Regions from separate parts of the Mus musculus genome. Here all the other regions are linked to region 4. The links are chromatin contacts, called in public HiChIP or PLAC-seq and promoter capture Hi-C maps. All regions are on one chromosome and are shown on one strand. The core of a region is the stretch at or near the end of the contact, and the rest is flanking DNA. Distances in the headings are between cores, read along the strand shown. Region 1 has its middle 11 kb from the start of Gm22623. Region 2 has its middle 80 kb from the start of Gm40622. Region 3 has its middle 80 kb from the start of Cenpw. Region 4 holds the start of Rspo3 (R-spondin 3). Region 5 holds the start of Cenpw (centromere protein W). Region 6 has its middle 120 kb from the start of Gm40622. Region 7 has its middle 11 kb from the start of Gm40622.

What was found. Promoter capture Hi-C pulls out the DNA fragments that hold promoters and counts their contacts. HiChIP or PLAC-seq counts read pairs in DNA pulled down with a chosen protein or histone mark.
Region 1: a contact with region 4 is called in a CTCF HiChIP or PLAC-seq map of the NIH/3T3 cell line, with 8 read pairs. The contact joins the enhancer-like site here to the promoter of Rspo3 in region 4. A contact is called at or near these places in 5 of 39 promoter capture datasets (the 3T3-L1 cell line, cranial neural crest, frontonasal cranial neural crest and 2 more), 1 of 15 datasets of contacts at CTCF or cohesin (the NIH/3T3 cell line), 2 of 484 Hi-C or Micro-C datasets (the G1E-ER4 cell line and embryonic stem cells), 8 of 115 datasets of contacts at active chromatin or transcription factors (craniofacial prominence, embryonic basal ganglia, embryonic forebrain and 5 more) and 2 of 9 other capture datasets (adipose tissue and embryonic stem cells).
Region 2: an H3K27ac HiChIP or PLAC-seq map of epiblast stem cells shows a contact between it and region 4. The contact joins the enhancer-like site here to the promoter of Rspo3 in region 4. A contact is called at or near these places in 11 of 39 promoter capture datasets (the 3T3-L1 cell line, the C10 cell line, the SN4741 cell line and 5 more), 1 of 484 Hi-C or Micro-C datasets (uterus), 7 of 115 datasets of contacts at active chromatin or transcription factors (embryonic forebrain, embryonic limb bud, embryonic stem cells and 4 more) and 1 of 9 other capture datasets (embryonic stem cells).
Region 3: a contact with region 4 is called in a promoter capture Hi-C map of second pharyngeal arch cranial neural crest, with 6 times the contacts expected there. The contact joins the enhancer-like site here to the promoter of Rspo3 in region 4. A contact is called at or near these places in 12 of 39 promoter capture datasets (the 3T3-L1 cell line, 3T3-L1-derived adipocytes, the C10 cell line and 6 more), 11 of 484 Hi-C or Micro-C datasets (adipose-derived mesenchymal stem cells, cerebral cortex, cortical neurons and 3 more), 6 of 115 datasets of contacts at active chromatin or transcription factors (craniofacial prominence, embryonic forebrain, embryonic limb bud and 3 more) and 2 of 9 other capture datasets (embryonic stem cells and liver).
Region 5: a promoter capture Hi-C map of neural stem cells shows a contact between it and region 4. The contact joins the promoter of Cenpw here to the promoter of Rspo3 in region 4. A contact is called at or near these places in 15 of 39 promoter capture datasets (the 3T3-L1 cell line, cranial neural crest, embryonic stem cells and 8 more), 8 of 484 Hi-C or Micro-C datasets (adipose-derived mesenchymal stem cells, cerebral cortex, cranial neural crest and 3 more), 10 of 115 datasets of contacts at active chromatin or transcription factors (astrocytes, embryonic basal ganglia, embryonic forebrain and 5 more) and 2 of 9 other capture datasets (embryonic stem cells and pancreatic islet).
Region 6: a contact with region 4 is called in an H3K4me3 HiChIP or PLAC-seq map of embryonic limb bud, with 7 times the contacts expected there. The contact joins the enhancer-like site here to the promoter of Rspo3 in region 4. A contact is called at or near these places in 10 of 39 promoter capture datasets (the 3T3-L1 cell line, 3T3-L1-derived adipocytes, cranial neural crest and 5 more), 2 of 484 Hi-C or Micro-C datasets (both in nephron progenitors), 5 of 115 datasets of contacts at active chromatin or transcription factors (astrocytes, embryonic forebrain, embryonic limb bud and 2 more) and 1 of 9 other capture datasets (liver).
Region 7: a contact with region 4 is called in an H3K4me3 HiChIP or PLAC-seq map of neural tube, with 8 times the contacts expected there. The contact joins the enhancer-like site here to the promoter of Rspo3 in region 4. A contact is called at or near these places in 21 of 39 promoter capture datasets (the 3T3-L1 cell line, 3T3-L1-derived adipocytes, the C10 cell line and 12 more), 1 of 15 datasets of contacts at CTCF or cohesin (the NIH/3T3 cell line), 57 of 484 Hi-C or Micro-C datasets (3T3-L1-derived adipocytes, the AML12 cell line, the C2C12 cell line and 33 more), 13 of 115 datasets of contacts at active chromatin or transcription factors (cardiomyocytes, craniofacial prominence, embryonic basal ganglia and 10 more) and 2 of 9 other capture datasets (adipose tissue and embryonic stem cells).

The regions. Positions count from the first base shown.
Region 1 is chr10:30,503,243-30,506,290 of GRCm38.p6, reverse strand. No RefSeq gene overlaps it. Among named protein-coding and RNA genes, the nearest start is that of Gm22623, 11 kb to the right of the region's middle. Within about 2 kb of position 1,375, at least 5 of the 459 cell types and tissues checked have an H3K27ac peak or open chromatin away from gene starts, as enhancers often do. A contact at or near this core is called in the NIH/3T3 cell line, where this site is marked.
Region 2 is chr10:30,368,982-30,372,200 of GRCm38.p6, reverse strand. No RefSeq gene overlaps it. Among named protein-coding and RNA genes, the nearest start is that of Gm40622, 80 kb to the left of the region's middle. Within about 2 kb of position 1,475, at least 5 of the 459 cell types and tissues checked have an H3K27ac peak or open chromatin away from gene starts, as enhancers often do. A contact at or near this core is called in epiblast stem cells, where this site is marked.
Region 3 is chr10:30,278,828-30,281,705 of GRCm38.p6, reverse strand. No RefSeq gene overlaps it. Among named protein-coding and RNA genes, the nearest start is that of Cenpw, 80 kb to the right of the region's middle. Within about 2 kb of position 1,610, at least 5 of the 459 cell types and tissues checked have an H3K27ac peak or open chromatin away from gene starts, as enhancers often do. A contact at or near this core is called in embryonic limb bud and second pharyngeal arch cranial neural crest, where this site is marked.
Region 4 is chr10:29,534,592-29,537,565 of GRCm38.p6, reverse strand. Rspo3 (R-spondin 3) reads left to right here and starts at 1,699. Exons shown (of 5, transcript NM_028351.3): 1 at 1,699-2,334. The coding sequence starts at 2,238.
Region 5 is chr10:30,199,031-30,202,067 of GRCm38.p6, reverse strand. It overlaps Cenpw (centromere protein W), which reads left to right and starts at 1,528. Exons shown (of 3, transcript NM_001109747.1): 1 at 1,528-1,707. The coding sequence starts at 1,588.
Region 6 is chr10:30,326,343-30,329,467 of GRCm38.p6, reverse strand. No RefSeq gene overlaps it. Among named protein-coding and RNA genes, the nearest start is that of Gm40622, 120 kb to the left of the region's middle. Within about 2 kb of position 1,372, at least 22 of the 459 cell types and tissues checked have an H3K27ac peak or open chromatin away from gene starts, as enhancers often do. A contact at or near this core is called in embryonic limb bud, neural tube and second pharyngeal arch cranial neural crest, where this site is marked.
Region 7 is chr10:30,438,126-30,441,018 of GRCm38.p6, reverse strand. No RefSeq gene overlaps it. Among named protein-coding and RNA genes, the nearest start is that of Gm40622, 11 kb to the left of the region's middle. Within about 2 kb of position 1,283, at least 4 of the 459 cell types and tissues checked have an H3K27ac peak or open chromatin away from gene starts, as enhancers often do. A contact at or near this core is called in neural tube, where this site is marked.

The DNA of each region.
Region 1 (3,048 bases), core at 126-2,625, 970 kb before region 4:
CACATCATAGACAGTCCTGAGGATAAGTGTTAAAAAATAGTCTTACAGAGTTGAAACACTGAATTTTAAATTACAATGTGTTGCCAAAAGTTTAACACTGAAGTAGGACCTTTTGAGAAGATCAAAATAATCACAATTATTTTTCACATGTGGATCTTAATTTTTTCAGCTTTGTACAACAAAATCTCATAATGGGAGGGATTTAACTGACCTAAATTTATTCCTCACAGTTCTAGAATCTGAGAAGTTCAAAATCAAGGTGTTGGCACACCTGGCATCTGTTTTGCAAAAGGCTGTCTTCTCACTGTGTTTCTTCTCACTGTGCCCTCTCATTGCGGAGAGCATAGCTGCAGAATCCAGCTCTTGATCTCCATCTCTCCCACCTCTTCCAAGTTCTCTATACACAGCCCTGGCTCACCTTTAACTCAAATTCCTCTTGTCTCTGTCTCCTGAGCACGGACATTACAGTCCTGTACCATCAAGTACAGTTTGCATCTCTTCCCCCGTTCCTCCTCCTTCTTCTCTTTCTCCTCCTCCCTGTCCTCCTCTTCCTCATTCTTCTTTGATTTTTGAGACGGAGTTTCTTTGTATAGCTCTGGATGTCCTGGAATTTGCTCTGTAGACTGACTTGGGTTCAAACTCATAGAGATCCACTTGCCTCTGCCTTCAGTTGCTGGGATTAAGGCATGTGCCACAATGCCTGACTTGTATCTTAATACTGTATTATTCCATCTTTATGAAAATTAGATATAATGACAGAGCTGTTGGGCCTAAAGTCTTGTGGAATATCCCACATGTGCTTTCCCCTAGTAGGATTTGTGGGGGCAAACTTTCTGGCTGTGTGTCAAAGGGACACATTTCTCTGGTAGTCCCAGAGCTCCCTGAAGAGGTAGTTTTTTGTAAGCAGAGGCATGCTGCAAGGCCCCACTCCTGTGAAGGGACTTTGTCCATTCTGAGACCACGAAAATGTTTTTTCCCTCTCCTTTGTCTCAGGAGAATGGATCACTGGGCGTGTGCTTCTTTTTTTTTTTTTTTTTTTTTGTTAGTTTCAGTTTGAATTACTGAACTCTGAAGACTAACTTTATCTTGATATTTCTCTCTTTTGTTCTTTGCTTTTGAGATAGGATCTTGCTGTGTAGCTCAAACTGGCTTGGGACTTAACTGTACTTCTACTTCCCTAGTGCTGGGATTATACCCACCACCACTCTTAGCAATAATACCATTTTTAACTGCCAAAGAAATTGCGTTTTTGAGTTTTAGTTAATAAATGAAATCCTTTCAGTGGGAAAATTGTGACTTGCTCTTGCTTATTCTCAAACGGGAACATGAATCACTGAGTCACAACATAAAACCACTTTGGAAATAATTACTCACCTACTTTCCCAGTAACTGAACATTTCATAAGATATGAAGAGGAAACACAGTTTTCCCTTGGTGCCTGTGAGGGTGGGGGGGATGAATTCTAGTACCCATCACCTTGGATGTCAAATTCCATAGATGCTCAAGTCTCATTTAAAAAATGGCATAGCATTTGCACATAATTTGTACACATTTTTGTGTGTACACTAAATAATTCTTAAGTTACTTAAGATACCTAGGGCATTATAGTGCTGTGTGAACAGGAGCTGTACAGCACTGTTTAGGGACTAACAGCAAGGACAGGAAAACAACACATGTTCTGCGAAGTTACAACTGATTGTTTTATAGAATATTTTTTATCTGTTAAAGTCTGTAGCTGAGAAACAAAGGACATAAAGGGACAGAAAGCTCCTATTCTATTTTTCAGTTTTTAATCACTGAGCACCACCAAAAGGAGGGTTGACAAATGGGTCAGAGTATCTTTTGAATGCCTCTAAGTATAGCACTACATTATTTTGTAGTGCCTTAAGATGGATTTTGAGAGGAGTTAAAAAATTATTAGCATCAGGAAAATCAGTATTTTTCCTAAACTTTTCTTTTCTTTTAGTATCGCATAGCCCTGGCTGACTTCAAACTTGCTGTGTAGCCAATGATAAACCTGAACTTCAGATCCTCCCACTTCCTCCACTGGAATATGTGGATCACTGCATCTTGTTTTTAGGGTACTAGGAGTGAACCCAAGGTTGTTTTGTGCATGGTAGGCAAGCACTTTACCAGTTCATCCACAACTCCAACCCCAAATATTTTCTTTTCATCTTAATATCAAGTTCATAATCAATAAAGGTTTTCTTTTTTACATAGCTAGCTATAAGATAGGTTGGACATTATTTGTGATCCATCTATCGGAAGTATACTAACTAGAGCTGAGGAAATAGATGAGTGGTAGAGCCCCTGGGTTACATTTACAATAAACAAACAAACAAAAACCCAAGTAAATAAAGTAGTTTGTTTTGGTTTTATATGCTTGATGTAAATAACTCCAGGTTTGGGGTGGCTGAGTCAGGGAGGGAGTAGGATGAAGAGCACAGAGGTAACTTATCAGCCTGGGAGACACCCACACACACACACACACACACACACACACACACACACACACACACACACAGACACTGACACACAGGCAACCCCTCACCTTTACATCCCTTTTACAACAAAATGCTTAACAATGCAAGACCCCGTTCTAAATTGAGCTATGCCTCTGCCAACAATGCAACCAATCACTCTGCCCTAATAACTCTTAGGAACCCCTTAGCAGTCCTTAGTAAGGTGACTTGTTTTTAGTGAACTGTTACTTACTGTTACTGATATCTGCCTACTATCTTACTGCTATGCATGATTGGGCACCCATCTGTTTAAAATCAAATTCATCATGGGAAATCCACAAAAGGCTTTTATAACTTGAGTCTTCTGTCCATCAAAACAGCAAACCGCTCATACCCCATTTCTAGCAACCATCTCTTCCTTTTTCTGGACCCACAAAAGGAAGTCATGAGAGGTAACCTGAGGCTCTTGCACAACCATGCTGTGGGGCTTGGCACCCTCGTAGTTTATCTTCAGTGCTTTGAATATAAGCCTTTGTGGCTTTGCCATTTATGAGTACTTCTTCAGTTTTTTGACTGAGATGCCAAA
Region 2 (3,219 bases), core at 226-2,725, 830 kb before region 4:
CTCATGCCATGTGTTGTTGTTTAAAATGACTCCAACCCTGAGTTACCAGTTTTAAGTTAATTTCTCTTACGAATGTTACAAATTTCTAATCATACCCAATAACTTATAAGCCAATACTCTATAGCCAAGACCTGCAGAACACACTCATACCTTTAAAACCAATCAGAAACAAAAATGAAGTGGCTACACACATCTTATATATTTAGACCAAACAAAAGTTTCTTATCCTTTCTAGCTGTAATTTCAAGAGAAAAAGCACCTTGTCACCTTCTAAACCCAATAAACACAATTGCAGAGAATTTTCTAGGAAAAAACAGCCATCAGCTTACTTGACTTAGAACTTGAGATGCTGCTGGCCCCCTTAAGAGCAGCTTTTCTCCAGCAGTGCTTGACTCACAGCTGCAGTGCAGGGTGACTTATCAATTTCTGCTGTGCAAACTGAAACTGCCTTCTAAGCAAGTTAAACTAAATCAAGGGATGGATAGTCAACAGATAAAGTTTTAAGCATTTTTTTCTTTTGAACATGAAACACAGAACAACAATCATTCAAACAAAGAAACAAAAAACTGACACATGTGGACAGATTGGTCCACCAACTACAGACAATAGACAGAGAGGGAGAACTTGAACCTGAACTAAGGATATCTCCAGTAGGAGCCAGAGAGGAAGCAGGATTTCCTGATTTCTCCTGATTTCCTGCTGTCCCTAGGAGAGCTCTGATCATTTTCCTTCCTTTTCTCCAATGTGTCCCAGACAGAGGACAACTGCTTCTCGTAAACCTATTCTCTCTCTCTCTATCCCTCTCTCTCCCCCCCTCTCTCTCCCTTTCTCTTTCTTATGTCATTTGCATATTTACCATTCCTACTTCTGGGAGAATAAATCTACTTGAGCTAAATATTTTTCTAACCTTTTTTTTTTTTGGTTGTTGTTTTGTTTTGTTTTTAAACCCCGCTCCTCTTGTCTGAAGCAGCTCTTGGCTGTGAACAAATGCCTATATTGAAGTCCCCTGTCCCGATTTCGATATCACATCCCTAGGCTAATTCGATGTCTGGTCAACCTTGTTCATCCTAGCTTTATCCTCTTTGCACCTTCTGCAACAACAGCTTTCCAAAAAATAAAATTTATGGCTAACAGTAGCATTAATGCTGTTTACTGCAGGATACTGTAACTTCTTCCTTTCTCTGTGGAGGTCCGCCAAGGCAGTGTTTCTCAGCTGGTCCTCCCTTGCTTGGGAGCCACCTGTCCAGTAGCTTTGGTTGAACTGGGTACCTGAAAGGGAGGCTGGAAATAAAAAAGAACAGGGGTAGGGGGGAGAGAAGGATGAAGCCAAGACAAAGGCTTCTGATCAAGGCTCAAAGTTTAATTTTCAGCACTGTGTTTATATAGGGAAAACCCACAGACCTTTGTTTCAGCTGGATTGAGTTGCAAAAGCAAGCTCAGCAGGTGGTCAACTCCTCAAGGCTCCTGTAGGAAATTGCAAATGCAGTGAGGTCAGGCGACTCCAGCTAGGTTGGAAAACCTTCATGGGTTTGCTTAGCCTACTCAAGGCTGGGGGAAGGGCAAAGACTGTCAAAAGAACAAAAGTGAACAACTCTTGAAAAATAGCTTTGGAGGTTGATCTCTGGCCTCTAAATTCATGTACATGAATACCCTCCCAGGAACACACACACACACACACACCACACACACACACACACACACACACACACACACACACACACACACACTTGCACACATACATGCATACACAGTCATATATATCTTATAGCACTCAAATGCAAATTTAGTTCAGATGGGTAAATATTATGTATAATGGACAAATAACTTTTTCTTAAATTCTAAGCCCAGCAATTTGTGTTTCTTAGATTAGTTAATGTAGAAATCTTAGTGAGCCTGGATCAGAGCTGTGACATACAGAAGCAAGACTGATACATATGCTTTCAACAAAACTGCAAAATTGCTAAGTGTCTCTCGATTTTTATTCAACATTCACATACTCATGCAGTGAGAGGAAAGTGAGATGGATCTAATGCTCCAGCCATTGGCCACACTGTTCCAGAGCTTATGAGTCCTGGGTCTTGCTTTTCTCAATCTGACTGCTAAAGTTCTGTCCCATTGTATTTTTGTGCAATAGGAACATGGCCCACATGGCAAAGCCCAACTAATTACAGAACTTAATTTAATAGTGTAAAGCGCAAAGGGTATTCCCTGAACAGTAAAATCTTTTGTTTAGAAATCTCAAACAAATTATATTTTACTTTAGGTTTTATTATTTACGTAATAAGTATTTACAAGAATACAATTTTCTCAACATTTGAGCCCCTTATTGTTCCATAAATAGGACACACATTTGGAAGGATGAAGTTTTCTTTCTCCTTTAAGGGATATTTTAGTGATTACCTTTGGCTATAAACACACAACACATTTATTGCTTGATGTTTTTGGGATCTTGTTCTGAGTTATTTGTCCAGTTCTTTATGTAAGGTTAATTAAAATGACATTAATGAAAACAGGAGGGAGAAACCCATTAGCCAGTTAGAGTAAAAAGACCCAGAAGGAAAAAAAATGACTTCTTTCGTTTTTGGCTTAACGACAGAAATGCCCAATGATCCTGTAGGCAGTCTCATCTTCACAGAAGGCCAGAAGACCCAGAAGTGTTTGAGCTGAAAATGTCTCTGGTTCTGTCATGGCTAGAGGTTGTAGCTGCCAGAAGGGAGTCTGTTTTTCCCTTATCTAGTTTTCCCTAAAGCAGAAAAGTACTTTTTTTCCAGGAACTAATACTAAGGACAGGATTGAAAACACAATGCATTGCCAGTCCTGGAATGGGAACTGGACTGACTAGCTCATCTTCTCCTTCTTTTCTCTGTTTAGAAAAGCCCTATTAATTTTAAGGTAGTGAGTGAGGCTCAATGGTATCCCACTTCCAGTGATCCTTCCTGCTGCAAAGGCAATCTGATATCTCTATTTTTCTTAAGTTCTCTGTAATAACATACTTCTTTCTAAAACCCACCTTGAACTCTCAAAACAAGAACCAGAAAGCTACTGGCTTGGGGTAGCTTTGATGATCATGAGGTTTCTGGGAATTTACCATTTCAAGCTATATAAGAGAGCAGAGAAAATAGCTACTGTTTTCCAAGATGCATTGATGTTCATGTGTAAATCTCACCTGTAAGAATTGCTTTTCATTAAGATTCTATTCTGTTGTTTTTGCCTTAATGT
Region 3 (2,878 bases), core at 361-2,860, 740 kb before region 4:
TAGTGCACAAGCACACACACACACACGCACACACACACACAGAATAAAAATGTAAAAGTTGTTTCTTTTATAAACACTAAAGCCTTTGATTAAATTTTTTGAGTGTAATTGATTTAATGTCTGCATGACATAATGAAAGTTTAAGTACAATGAAACTATTTCAAAGCTATGTAAATATTAACTTCATTTAGTTTCCAGGGCTGCCTTGGGTTTCAAAAGATGACACCAGGTCCAATATGGCCCGTCCACTTGAAGACATTTTACTTAGTCTCTCACAGAGTTTGTACACCCTCAGTAGGAAGATAATACAACAAATTATATGATCAAAAGTGGATATCTATCTGTCTGTCTATCTATCTGTCTATCTATCTATCTATCTATCTATCTATCTATCTATCTATTGTTTATCTAATCTACCTGTCATCACCTATCATCTATATCTATCTGTCTGACGAACTGTAAACTCTATTTGTCTGTCTATCTGTATATCTACCTGTTATCTACTTATCTATCCATATCTATCTATCTATCTATCTATCTATCTATCTATCTATCTCTCTCTCTCTCTCCCTCTCTCTCTCTACCTACCTACCTACCTACCTACCTACCTACCTACCTATCTATAAATCATCTCATCTGTTTAAATCTATCATGTATTTATCGATGTATGTATGTATGTATGTATGTATGTATCTATCTATCTATCTATCTATTTATTTATCTAACAGTCAACTACTATTTCATTAGTCTTTCCATCCATCAAGCTATTATCATATTTAAAATTAATTTTGATAAGCCTATCATATGATAAAATAATTCAGTGATAGATACAATGAAAAAGTTCTCTGATGAAGCTTGAAGACAGTTGGACACTTTCTCTTGTTTATAGAAAAGAAGCAAGAGAGTTTTACATAATGCCTTTGGAGCAGCCTTTGTTTTTATAATTGCTTGAGATATTTAAAGGTGCTTTGCTATAAATCTGAAGACTTACAAACACTGTTTTACAGTCTGGCCCACTAAGAATAATGACCTCTTCTGTTTCTTGTTTTTCTGGGTGATTAAGGGTTTCCTGGCTGGCCCCAGGCCATCTGCCCTGACTTTTTCCCTCCAAGGATTTATTTAGAATGGTATTGTCAAGAAAACAATCTCTTACTCTGTGCTATTTTTTCTAGCATCAGAAGATAGAAAGTGTTTGCCATGTGTGCTCCCATCCTACATGAAAAATCTTCCAAGCGATGCTTCTTGCTGATGGTACAAGCAGCTCCATCATTTGTGCCCCTTTAACTAAATTAAATGTAAATTATTTCAAGGAGGCCAACATTCTTCTCCGTGTTCCCATGAGGAGTGATTGACAAATACAATATGTCCCTCCACCTGTAGATCTTGCATAGGGAGAAGAAATCAAGGAGGGAGAAGAAATGAGCTCTGACCTGGGGCCAGTACACACCTTTCCACAGGGGTTTCCAGCATGTGGGTGATTTTTAACCAAGCTGACATAAATCACCGTGTGTGGAGCACTGGCGTTCAGATCACTGTGCTGGGAGATGCCTGGATAGTGTTATGCTCCCCTCATTAGGAGGCATGGGAGTTAAGTTGAGGAGTTGAACTTTTAGCTGTATCAACAGTGTGCAAGCAAAAAGGAGGCTATGATAGTCACTGGATCCTTCATTACTGACTGTCCTGTGAAGTATTCTGAGCCCTCATCCTCAGAGATAATTTAGTTACAAATTGAGCTAAACAAAATCGAGAAGCACTTGGTCCAAGAACGTTGTGGTTGAAATCCTTTGGGTGTTATTTATGTCTCATTCTTTCTCAGCTGGGACATTATTCTGCTGTTCCTCGTGTTCTCACATGCCATTTCAACTGAGTTCATTAAATTGTAGTGTTCAGAGACATCTTCTTTAAGCCAAATTATATATTATTTGTTGCTACAGGGATTTTTAAAAATGGAAATTAAGTGTGAAATTTGGGTGTCAAAACATAATATTTGGTATAGTGGTTAAAAAAATACAATCTTTCCCAAACTAAAATCAAACAAAAGTTAAACAGATCAGATTCATACAACAAAGAGGAAAAGAAAAAATTCAATTGTAAATACCACTAGCTTCAAGTTATGGAGATGTTGTGGGCTATTAAAGAGATGACAGTGTTAGCAATGGTTGAGGGTCTAGGTTGGACTTTTACAGGTCCTTTAAAATATTTTATTTTTAATTATGTGTGTGTATGTGTATTACTTAGATACATATGAGTGTGGATGTCCATAAATGCCAGCAGGAGACAGCAGTAGATACCCAGTGTTTGTGAGCCACCAACATGCCTGGTAGAACAACACTCTGGACCTCTGAAGGAGCTGTGCATGCTCTTAACTACTGAGTTGTGTCTCCAGCATCCCCCCTCCATTTTCAGATTCTTTATAAAGGCTTACACAGATGTGCAAAGGCAGCAAGATAACATTGTTTGGAAGGAAGCCATAGTAGAGCTTAGAGAAAGATACCATGTCAAGATTGGCAGCAGGCCACATGACTGAGAGTACTCAAGGGTCCCAGGTTACAGCCTGAATTTTCTTTTTATGGGGTATAAAAGAAAGAGATGCTAGCTGCTAAGGGATGGAGCTGTGGTGGCTCTTGATTTAGATTTATACATTACATCATGTACTCATTTCTCCTACTGTGAATGTGACTTCTCATAATGCCTCTGTTTTTAATCATATTTCTGGCACATTCTGGGGTATAGGATCTTAAATAGGGAAGCATCCCAAAGTTCAATTGAAGAATGCAGCTTGCTGTAGTGCATATGTATACACCAGTGTGGATCTTTGTTCTGTTTGTTGAATACACTGTAAATATGCTGGACAGAAACTGTCTAAATGTGATTGTTG
Region 4 (2,974 bases), core at 450-2,949:
TGGGAATTCTTAAAACCAAGTAAGACAAATCATACTCTGAAAGGGTCACTGCTTTCTTCATACTTAGAGAATAGTATGCCTGTTTTCAAACTTCCAGTAAAAGTAGGCAAAACATTTAATAATGACTTAGCAACAAAAGGCCAGCATCTCAGATTCTGTGTTTTAAAGCTTTGCAAAGAAAAACTATTCGAGGTCTCCTGACTTTTGTATCCAGGCCATTCCATCTCAGCCCCAATCTTGGGCTACATAACAGGCTCCAGAGACCTGGAACCTGGGGTGCTTTTCAATGAGACAGGCAGGAGCTGTGGCATTTGCTTCTCCTCTAACTTATCAACGCATACATTGAAGGCACTCCTGCAAATCTCAGTTGGTTTCAAAGTGGCCTGCCTGTAATCCAATGCTGCATAAAGCTTTAGCATTACAAAAGAATCCTTCAGAATACTCATCAGCACCCTTAGGACAGGTTTACATTAAAAATGCTTTGAGGCTTGTGACCTCCAACAAAACAATTCAGTAACTATAAGTGTCTGTGCTACAGAAGAAGAGGTAGGATGCCCAACAGCGGAAGTCATCCCAGGGCCTGGTCTTTTCCCTGGTAGTGGTTTAACCTGAGAACCTGATTCTCTCTCTCTCTCTCTCTCTCTCTCTCTCTCTCTCTCTCTCTCTACTGCCAAGAGCCCTCTACTCCCACTCCCCTTGCTCTGGAAACAGAAGCAAGAAATGGAAATGGACCTTTACTCATTATCACCAAATGGAGACAATCTTTCCACATAGTATTCTCAGTCCCCCAGATGAGAAACCAGAATGTACAACAGATCCTCTCAACAGCATAAGAAGATGAGAGAGAGAGAGAGAGAGAGAGAGAGAGAGAGAGAGAGAGAGAGAGATTAACACTCTTTAACAGTGACTACTTAGGGAAGTGCCTGAGGGAGGGGGGATCTTGCAGAGCAAAGGCTGGGCTTGGAAGAAAGCCACAGTACAATTGCTTTTCCATCCAGGTTACCCAGAGAGCTCACACCTCTGGGTCCTCCCCTTAGGATCAGGTAAAGCACCTTCAAGTTGAAGGGTAAACTCCCACCTAAGCCCCTTGAGACCACACAACACAACCACAGCTACTTTCCCTGGAAAAAGGGGGGGGAGGGAGTTGGGGGGGAGGGGAGGGTTAAAGCAACAGAGAGACACTGAGAAAGGCTAAGAGTTGAGAGGGCATCTGTATCCAGAAATCCCAAGAAATTAGGAACAAGAGAGTCGAGTGGTGAACTTCCCAAGAGCAGTTGCTGGAGTGAGGCAGGGTCTCTGAAGAACTGAAGGACATGGCCACTACTATGTGGTTAGATCTGCCAGAGGCCAAGGACAACAGAAGCATTGGGTCTGGGGTATTTGGTACAGCTGGGACAGAAACCACCAAACCCCAGTGCGCCCACCTTGCCGGGTTCAAATTGTCCCTCCCCCAACCCTGCTCCCGTTCTCCCGCCGTCTTTGCTGAGTCCAGAGATGCTCCGCCACAGACCCGGGACCCCTTAGGCGCCTCTTCCCGTCCATCTGCCAAATCGCAACGCCTGTACTTTTCCAGCTCCCTCTTTCCCTCTTGAAATTGAAAGTTATTGAGGTCGCTCCGGGTTGTTGCTCCTCCCCGTCCCCGAGCTCCCCCCGCCCCCCGCAGCCATCCCGTCTCCCCCTCCCTCCTCCTCCTTCCCTATGGGGTGCTCCTAGCCCGGCCCAACACTGGAGCGGCTCCTGCTCAGAACGCCAGAAGCAGCTCGGGTCTCTCCAGCGCCCCTTGACCATGGCTGCGGTACCCACGGCGTCCGCTTCCCTGCGCTCCCGGGGTCCCTGCCACAGCCGCAGCCGCTGCAGCCTCTGAGCCCCAGGGGCCACTGCTCGCCTGGATTCCGCCCGCAGCCGCCGCTGCTGTGCAACCGAGGCTAACCTGCGGCCAGCCAGGAGGCTCCTGCAACCTTCGCTCGCGGCGATGACAGCCACCCCAGAGCAGCCGGCTGTGTTCGGACAATTTGAGAATGCAATTGTTGGTTTCCCGGTCCACCCGTCCCGCTTCGCTTGCCATCACAGCACGCCTGTTGGATCTCAGTGGAGAAGTCCCGCTGCTCTGGTTTTTCTACTCTTCGTATAGACTCGCCTAACACCTACATACATATTTTTCTTTAAAAAAAAACATTAAATATAACTAACAGTGAAAAGAAAAAGGAGAGAAAAAAGGGAAACATTACAGGGTTACTATGCACTTGCGACTGATTTCTTGTTTTTTTATCATTTTGAACTTTATGGAATACATTGGCAGCCAAAACGCCTCCCGAGGAAGGCGCCAGCGAAGAAGTAAGTTTGGGGTTTTCTTTTTTTTTGGGGGGGGGAGTGGGAGAGGAGGGGGTATTGTTGTTGTTTGTTTTTGTTGTTGTTGTTTTGGTTTTGCTTTGCGTTATGTCTTTGCTCCCTTCCACCACATTCACCTGTCAGCTGGTTTTGCCTGCCCAGACCCAGCTGCTGGAGGAAACAGTCTTTTCAACCTACACCCTATGCCTCCCACAGGAGATAGCAACTCGGGGCACTGGCTCTTCTACTCCAGTACACAAACCAGTACTGGAGTCGGTGCACCCGGTGCTAGTCTGCCCCCCCCCCCCCCCCCCCCCCCCTGTAAATCAGGATCTGGAAATCTTTCTTTCTTTCCTAGATTCGCTGTAGGGATTTGTGCTTTCCTTTGAGGCTCCGACGGAGGCCTAGAGCCCCAGGCAGTTGGGTCTCCCTGCCTTTGGGTTGTTTGATAATGGCAGGCAAGGAGACTGGGATCATCCCAAATTCCCGCCTGGCTCCGGGAACCTTGGCTGCCCCTCCCCCTAGGTTGTTTTATGGTAGTCTAGTCAATCAACCTGGGGCGGGCCCAAGGGACAGTGAGCAAGCTCCCGCGCTGCAGCTTCCCACGAAGCGCACGAGTGGAGTGGCGCTGAGGCGCCAGGGCTTC
Region 5 (3,037 bases), core at 279-2,778, 660 kb before region 4:
TGGAACAACAATATGAACGAATAAGTATCCCCAGAGCTCGTGTCTCTAGCTGCATATGTAGCAGAAGATGGCCTAGTTGGCCATCACTGGAAAGAGAGGCCCCTTGGTCTTGCAAACTTTATATGCCCCAGTACAGGGGAATGCCAGGGCCAAGAAGTGGAAATGGGTGAGTAGGGAAGCAGGGCAGAGGGAAGGTATAGGGAACTTTAGGGATAGCATTTGAAATGTAAATAAAGAAAATATCTAATAAAAAAAGGCAAAAAAAAAAAAAAAGAGAACATTTTTGATAGAATGAATGTCCTAGGAATCTGACAGAAGAAGTCAAGAAAGACCTAAAATGATGTGTTCATGGGGAAAATGACTGTGGTTTTGACCTGGAGATTTAAATGCAAGCGCCAGCAACATTTATGTCTTTCCTGTCTGATGAGCCTCTGAAACTTTGAAGAATTATAAACTTCTTGATAAAATCTTTTAATAGGATCAATTTCTTCCATATCTCTTAATACCATTTAATTGGCACACAGGTATTTAGCTGGGGATGCAGTGTACACACAAGAACAGACATTGCATTTTGTAGGCTTATTTTTTTTGACACCACAGTATTTTAAAGACAATATCTGAATTGGCTTGCAGTAGCCTCATTACTATATGAATGAAAATAAATATAAGATTATATGGCAAAAAAGAATATATAATATTGCTTCTGCTTTTGTGATTTTTATTGAATGCTTAGGTGCTCAAATGTGTGCTTCTGCCTCTAAATGCTTTCTTGTGGTTTTTCCTTGGCTCTTTTTCTTCTGTTTTTTTTCCCTCTTGTGATTGTTTTTGCTTTGTTATTTTATTTTATTACTATTTGTTAGATCCCGTTTTGTTTTCTGAGGAGAGACTGAAAGGGTATTGATGTGAATAGGAACAGAAATTCGGAGCATTTTGGAGCTGGTAGGAGAGGGGAAATTGCAATCAGAATACAGCTTATGAAAAAGAAATCTATTTTCAATAAAAGAAAAAGAAAGTATATTTGAAAGCTATAGGGAAATTAAGGGAGGGAACAATGAAGGGAGAGCATTTGTGAGGAAAATCTGGTGTAAGAAAAAAAGAATCTCATGCAAAGCCAAATGCAATAATATAAAAATATACATTGCTTATTGGTAATATCAAAAAATCGGGCCTAAGTTCCTAATAAAACACAAACTTCTTTCATTTACTTTCTTATTCATTAGAATCCAGTTGCTATATGGATAGCTTGGTGAGCACAGAAGGGTTTTACTGGGCTTATTGACTATTTTCACAATTTCTCATCCTTTGTATGGAACCAAGAGTCGAACTACAGCACCATAGAAAACTACAGACAAAAACAGCAAAGCAAGCCTTAGAGACCTTGAAGCAGTGGGTTCGCAGGACACACCCTTTTCCTGAGGAGTCCATCCTCCAGCCTGCGCTTCCGGTGCTGCGGTGGGTGTGGTTTTCAGTGACGTCACAGCCGTGCGCCGTCCGGCGGCCAATTCAAATCGACCACTCGGCGGTGTGGGGAGGCAAGTGGCGTGTCAGTCTGTGGTGAGCGGCCCTGACGTGCGACGGGCCGCGAGGATGGCGCCCTCCACCACAGTCACTAGGCGGGTAAAGCGCAAGGCGCCCCGCGCCTTCCTCAAGCGCACCTTAAAGCAGAAGAAGCCTCACCTAGGTCTGGGGAGGTGCTGCGACCTCCTGGTAAGTCCTGCTCTCTCCGCCTTCAGGCCCGCCGGCCACGACCGGCCGCGGAGCGCCCTGCCCCGGGGGACCGCGGAAGGAGGACGCGGAGCCCGTTCAAAACTCCCGCGGGAAGGCCCCGCACCCCCCCTTATTGCTTCCAGGGCCAGCCGTTAAGGAGACTGCCTGGCTCTGGGATTAGTTTAATTGATCCGGGTATGGAAGGTAAACCGGCTAGAAACAGATTTGGGCCCCTGCCTGCCTCCCCAGCTCCTGTATGTTCTTACCGAACCCATTTCTCTATGGCCGCTGCACTAGGTCCCCTACTAAAGTGATCGTGTAGATGTGGCGTCAAGTCTTTAAAACTTTCAAGACTCGTTTTTCAGACTCGTGTTTACCTGAAATATAGTGCTTTCCACTAATTAATTGGCCCAAAAATAAATAACAATGTTACAGCCTGAAAGTAAAATCAGTTTGTTTTCTGCCCTTTTTTTTGGGGGGGGGGGTGTTGTTTTGTTTTACTTTGGTTTCGTTTTGTTTTTTTTTCAAGACAGGGTTTGTCTGTGTAGCCCTGGTTACCCTGGAACTTGATGTGTAGACAAGGCTGGCTTCGAACTCAAAGATCGGCCTACCTCTGCCACCACCACTAACACTCTCAGTATGTTGATTTTCAAGGCAGAGTTTCTCTGTACCTGCCCGGGGAAGTCCTGGAATTCAGTTTGTAGACTAGGCTGGAACTCACAGAGACACCCCGGCCCCCAACCTTCATCCCTGCCTTTGCCTCCCAAGTGCCTGACAAGGGATGCAGAGCTCTTAACCACTGAGCCATCTCCAGATACTGGTTTTCTTGACTACTACAAAATTATCTACATTCTCTCTCTCTCTCTCTCTCTCTCTCTCTCTCTCTCTCTCTCTCTCTCTCTCTCTCTCTCTCTCCATTGCTGTTTTTTTCCACATCCCTGACTCCTTAGTGGTTGAGATAGCGTAAGTGAGCTGGGATTTCCGTGGAATACACTTTTGATAGTTTCTTCTGTTTTCCCTGGAGTCTAACAGAGAACAAAACCCACCTGATGAGGAATATCCAGGAGCTCACTAGCTGATTCAAGGGATTGTCAGGCCTTTCTCAAGTAGCTTAGTTTCCATTTTCTGTCCTGAAGTGACCCGTGGCTGTATGGACTCCGGTGGAGTGCTCTAGGTGTCAAGCAGAGTTGAAGCCCAACACTTTGTAGTGGTAGCATAGGGAAGGTCCAGTTGTTCGGCCAGTTGTTGTTCCCAGGTGCTGGTTTCCTGTTCTGTCACTCTTGTTAAACAGCTCCTGTTTAGGCTGTTGCTCATTGACATTTCTTTGCTT
Region 6 (3,125 bases), core at 123-2,622, 790 kb before region 4:
CTGCCCCCAAACTGAGGCAGAGCCACATGTGGTGTAGTGGCAGAATTCTCTAATATCAGCCTTTGGAAAGTTGGGGACAGGAGAATTAGAATTCTGTAACCTGTATTATAGACTGAGTTTAAAGCCAGTCTGATTTTATATGAGATCCTGTTACACACACACACACACACACACACACACACACACACACACACACACACACACACAAATCAAACTAAAAACAAAGAAACCAAACTCAAACAAAGCTCATCCTAAACCATAAAAACAAAGCAAGCCAACGTGGATAGTGATAATTTCCTTCTGTCTGCTGAAATCAACACGTCAGGTGACACAGGATAGTGTGTTCGCATTTAGGGGCTGACATTGCCAGTCTCCCATTTTAGTGCCAGTTACTGAGCAGCGTGTCTATTCCCCATCTTCCTCTGTTTCTCTTCCTGTTGACGTCTCCGTTTGTATGACACTAGATCCAGCCAGCCAATTTCCTTTGGGAAGGAGGCCTCTTCAGGCTAACTGGTCCTTGGGAATAGGAGATGTTATAACAATAAGAAGCATTCATCCGACCTGCATAAACAGACCACAGAGAGAAAGATTCCAGTGTGAAAGATGCATAGGGAGTTCCAAAACTGGAGAGCTGGACAGGAGTGATGGTGATGCAGGGGTCAGGGTGAAGTGGGAGTGGTGGGAAGGAGAGTAGTAAGCTTTGCCATGTGCCATTTCTCTCTAGATCTGTTTTAAAAGTCACTTCTGGCTATATGGCCAAGCTGAGCGTAATTACCTGTTCCTGCTGCACTCGCCAGCCAGCCAGCAGTGTGGACCTGCTCTTCCTCATCTCTCAACCAGGCCTCTACAGCCCCCCGGTAGAGTTGATCTTTTACAAATGCCTTGTTGAACAGAGCAGTGTATGTGTCTTTGGGGGATTTTCGCTAAGGGTTAGGATACCAGTTCCCGTCGTGATTGTTTTAAGTGGCTTGTGCTCAAAGGCTAGGGAGCTGCTCATTAGCGACCCTAGGAGTCCAGTATCAGGAACAGACTGAACTGGGTCGCTCTGCTCTCTGCTGCCAGTACAAGCATTAATAAGAGAAACCATGTCAATAAAAGTTCCCTGGATGAAGCCACAGAATGAGGCACTTACGGACGATTATAAACTTTTTTTTTTTTTTTTTTTTTTTTTGTCTGTGGTAACTTCTCTATCTATCCTACTCTAAACCTGATAAGTGCTGCCTCTTTACGGGTCATTAATTTCCTTGAAAATTTAAACAGTTGTCACTGGTGAGTCTCCTCAGGTGCTCATGTGGGAGAGATTAGCCTGTGTTTATAAGCTGGTCTGTTCATTAAGCGCCTGCTGGAGTGGAACCCCCTCCGCAGGCTGTGGATCAGGCTGCAGATCTCCCACAGATAATTGGGGGCTGCTGTGAATTACACAGACGAGCTGCCGGCCTTGAGGATGGTGTGTCTTATTAATATCAGCTGGGTAGACTGCACCGTTTTAATGACTTCCAATAAACAAAGGCAAGCCCTCAGAACTCAGGAGCCTCTGGGCCCTGACCATTAAGCGGCTGAGCCGGTTTGGGTTTCTATAGTTATTGTGAACTTCTTTCTCATTACCATTTCAAAATCAAGGTTTAGCACTTTGAGGAGAAGCAAATCTTCCAGGTGGGCTCTTAAGTTCAGGTCACTGGTGTTTTTTTAATGCCTGCTAAATCTCTGGCCAATTGAACATCTGTTAAAGGAGGAAAACGGCACTTCTTCAAGGTGTGTGGCTTCCAGTACAGGAAACACATTTTGGCAGGTTCACTTGAAATCAAGAAACTCATGTTTTAAATAATATCTGTATATGTGCAATCAATGAAATTGGGTGGATTTTATATCCTTTGATGTTTCTGGGTGCCTGCAAACTGACAAACATGATATTTGGGGTGTGTGTGTGTGTGTGTGTGTGTGTGTGCATGGTGAATGTGTAAATGTGGATGTGTGTGTGTATACATAGAGCAGAGAGCAGAATATGGGGTGTTTTCTTCTACCCCTCTGTTACCCCTCTCTACACCATTGTCATGAGATTGTCAGGCACTAAGCTGAAAACTCACTGAGGTTGCTAGGCACACTGGACGGTGGGGTCCACCTGTTTCTGTTCCAGTGCTGAGATTACAGCTACATCAGCCAAGCTGGGGAGATTTGAATAGTCCTCATTTTTTTCTTTTTCCTTTTAAAAGCCCATTTATTGATCCGTTGTGAATTTCACATCATGCAGCCTAATTTCACTCATTTCCCCACCCTTCAAATCTACTGTCTGCCCTTCAACCTCCTCTGCAAAAGAAAACAAACAAAAAGAAAAAAAAAATCTCTCCATGGAAACTTCACTGTGTCCCTGTGTGTCCCACAGTACAGTCTTTTGTCCACACAGCTGTACTTGCAAATGTTCATTGCCCTCAGTCCATTGGTCTGGTTCAAGGGCTCTGGCTTCTGCTACACTGTCAATATTGGATCCTCACCAGGACTCCTCTTGGTTTTCTTGTTGTTGGCCTGTGTCATGGAGATCTTAAAGCTTTGGGTCTGCAGGACCAGCCCCTTCATGTGCTCCAGTGGTTCATAGATGGGGTAGATGTTGGGCTGGGCCAACTCAAAGTCCTAGATCTAGACCTGGGTGGTAGCTGAGTTGGTCAGCCTGACAGCTCTCCTGTGTTCTCTTCATTGGGGGCAGTTCCTTGTTCTTACTCTCAAATTGTGCTTACCTCTGAACTATTTCCCCTAGATCCCGGTTAAAATATTTTTGAATAGATTTTCCAGTCCAATAAACACATTTATTTTCCAGTCTAATAAACACATTGATCAAAGAAAGAAAGATCTTTAAAATAGGTGATATATTTATCTTTCTTTTCAGTAGCAAAATTCAGTGAATATGGAATGTGCAGATCACTGCATGGCTCAACTCCCATCAGAGAAGCATCTTCCGGCAGTAGGTGGGGACTAACAAAGAGATTTACAGCTGAACAATGAACATGCAGAATGTGAAGTCTTAGAGCCTCAGTCCTAGATGAAGTGTTTCCATCAGAGCTCTCCTCTCAGGGATCAGGAGTCTGTATGAAAGAGGAGTCAGAAAGATTGCCAGAGCCAGAGAAGATGGATGA
Region 7 (2,893 bases), core at 34-2,533, 900 kb before region 4:
ACAGTCTCAGTGGGTGTTTTTACTGTAGGGGACACAGGCTAGAATAAGAAGAGACAAGTGGCTAAGTTAAGAGTTTGAATTTGAACTGCAGCTTGGGCCAAGATTAGACACGACTCTGTAATTTCCAGGCACTCTGGCTTTGGGCAGATTGCTTTCTCACATTAAGTCTCATTCCCTTGTTTAGAGAGCTATAGTCATACCCATCTCTATGGGTAGAAGTGAGAATTTGAGGTGATTATCCATTGTCAAGTGCTCACCCCAGGGCTGGTCTCCAGTAACTATTCACTAATCACTCACTGGGTTTAAACTGTAATTGTTATGAATACCATTGACTTCTAAACTAATGATTGTTTCAGTTGTTACCTCTGTTTTAGAATTCACATTCTATTGTGGCTCTGTGATCACTGTCTAGGTAAAATTTACTGTAGTTTTAACTTAACCCATTCTTTAATATTCCAGGGTCTGTTTTGGTATCTTCATGTTAAGAGGATGTTATATCTCTTAGAAGATTCACATTATTTGAGAGTGCTGCTTGAATTTCTTCTAAGTGTGGTGTTTGAGATTCTAGACAGGAGTGCTAGGTAAAGCTGCAAGTCTAATATCTATTATTTTCTATAGTATGGAAAATTCTATCTTGAGCATTGTCAGTTATGTCTACTTACGTGTATGCATAATGAAACATAGTATTGATATTAGAGGAACATTGCTTGAGGCAGGACACAGGATTCTAAGATTCTTGAATCTCAAAGTGAAACCTTTTCTTTTGTCTTTTACTTGCCTGTAGGACATTTAGACAAAGTACAAAGTGATATATCAGTCTTGGAACTATTTATTCCTCCAATATTAAAAATGTAAATAAGGTATGCAGGTCAGGAGACAGAGTACTAAAGCAATGGCCACCCAGCTCTTGCAAATAAAATATGACCCACTTAATGACATTTCAGTCCTAAATCATCGCACAGCAGGCGACTTGTGGCTGAGGGGTTTGCACAAAAGGATTCTGTCAGGACCACTGAGAGAGACTGAATAAGCAAAGAATGGTGTGTGGCAACACTTAGCAAATCAAAGGGAATGCTCTAGGTATAAATATTATTGCCAGTGGCTCCAGGCTTAATAACCATTTTCTCACAAACATAGATGCTCTGGAGAGAAAACAAGCCTCTTTCCAAGTTACAGAGCTTTTATTAGATTTATCTCTCACTGTCAGATCAGCATTCAGGAAACAAATGATCGTGGCTGCATGATTCAGGCTTAAAGAACAATTTCCACTGCTCCTGGCTTCTCGTAATCCGTATTGATCTCTCTGGGCAATTCATATCTGCCTATTCTCCTCTGACTTGTCTTCAGCATATCTTGGACAATGGCTGCAGAATGTCTCCTGAACAGGAAGCGAGGAAGCCACACAAGGCCTTGTCTCACAATCAAATATTCTTTCCTATCTTTTAAAAGTCTTCCACTGGGAGACTAAGTATTGTTACTTGGTTTCCTTCTTCTTAAGCTGTGGCCTTTATTTTCCACTTTGTTTTAAATTTGTTCCGGCTCTAAAAGGGAATTAAGTTGCTTCTATATGCTCATGTCTTGTGTTATTTTGGATCTCGGCATTTCCTAATTTGGTCATGGATATACAACTGCTATACATTTCCCTATGAGTCCCAGCCTGTTGTGTCTTACTGACGTGAACTCATTATGCATAGTGCAAATTTATTGGTCACTTTCATATTTTCTTCTTTCAATAAGAAGTGCATTACTTAAAATTTATTTATTATTGATTTAATAATACAAACGAGTGACATTTGTTGAAGATTTACTGTCTGCTAACCACAGCCACATGCATTTGTATTTTATTTAAACATCAGGAAAACCTCCTGGAGTGAGTATGGTTGGTACTTTGATTCTAGATGCAGAAACATGGTTAACCAGGAAGAAACAGCTTCCGAATTCAATGGATGAGTTGGGAATGACATCCTGACAGAGTGCCTTCATGGCACTTCCTCTCCAGAACCATGAGTATACTATTAACCCAATGTAAGCTCTAGGACATGTGAGCACATCAAACGGGTGGATGTTGAAGGAGCTAAGCTGAGGGAATAACTGTGCAGTCAGCTCTCGTTGAACTGAATTAGTTCTTCAGATCCTGTGGTAGTGAACAGGGGTAGAGTTATATCCCCAGTCTGCTAAATTTTTTCGTATTATATGATTTTAAATTCTCAAAAAATTCAAGACTACTATAAAGAAGTCCCATGTTCCTGTCCCTTCACTCAGAAGTTCCTGTCAACATTTTAATAAGTTTATTGGTATCGTTTTTTATTTCTATAGATACTTCTACCATGGACCATTTGGCAATAAATTGTAGACTATCCCTTTATCCTTAAATACTTGGGTATATATTTTCCGTGAATAAGTTAATTGTTGTGTATGACCACATTATAACTATTACACTCAAAATTAATGTTGGCTTGATGCTGATGTCTAATCTGCAGACTTTATGTTCATTTCATTGGTTACTTAATTGTCTCAGTAAAAATATGCTAGGGAGGTTTGTTCAAGGACCAACCTGAAGACACATAGCATATTTAGTTGCCATACCTCTTGTAATTTGGAATTGTTTCTTTCCATCTTTTTTTCATTTTGACATTTTGAGAGTGGTAATAATTCACTTGTTCTCAGATTGTCTCTTGGTTTGAATTTGTTTGATGAGTCCTTGAGATTGCCCTGAAGTCATAAGCTTTGAGGAGGATCAGTACTGAAGGCAGGCTGTGATGTCTTCAATACAGCTTCAGAGCCTAGTTAGTGTTGATGCTAACTCATTGCTATATTGTAAAGTTTCAATTTAAAAAAAAATTCTTAAATTAGAAAAGTTAGACTTATTTATCTTCACATATAAGTATTTTGT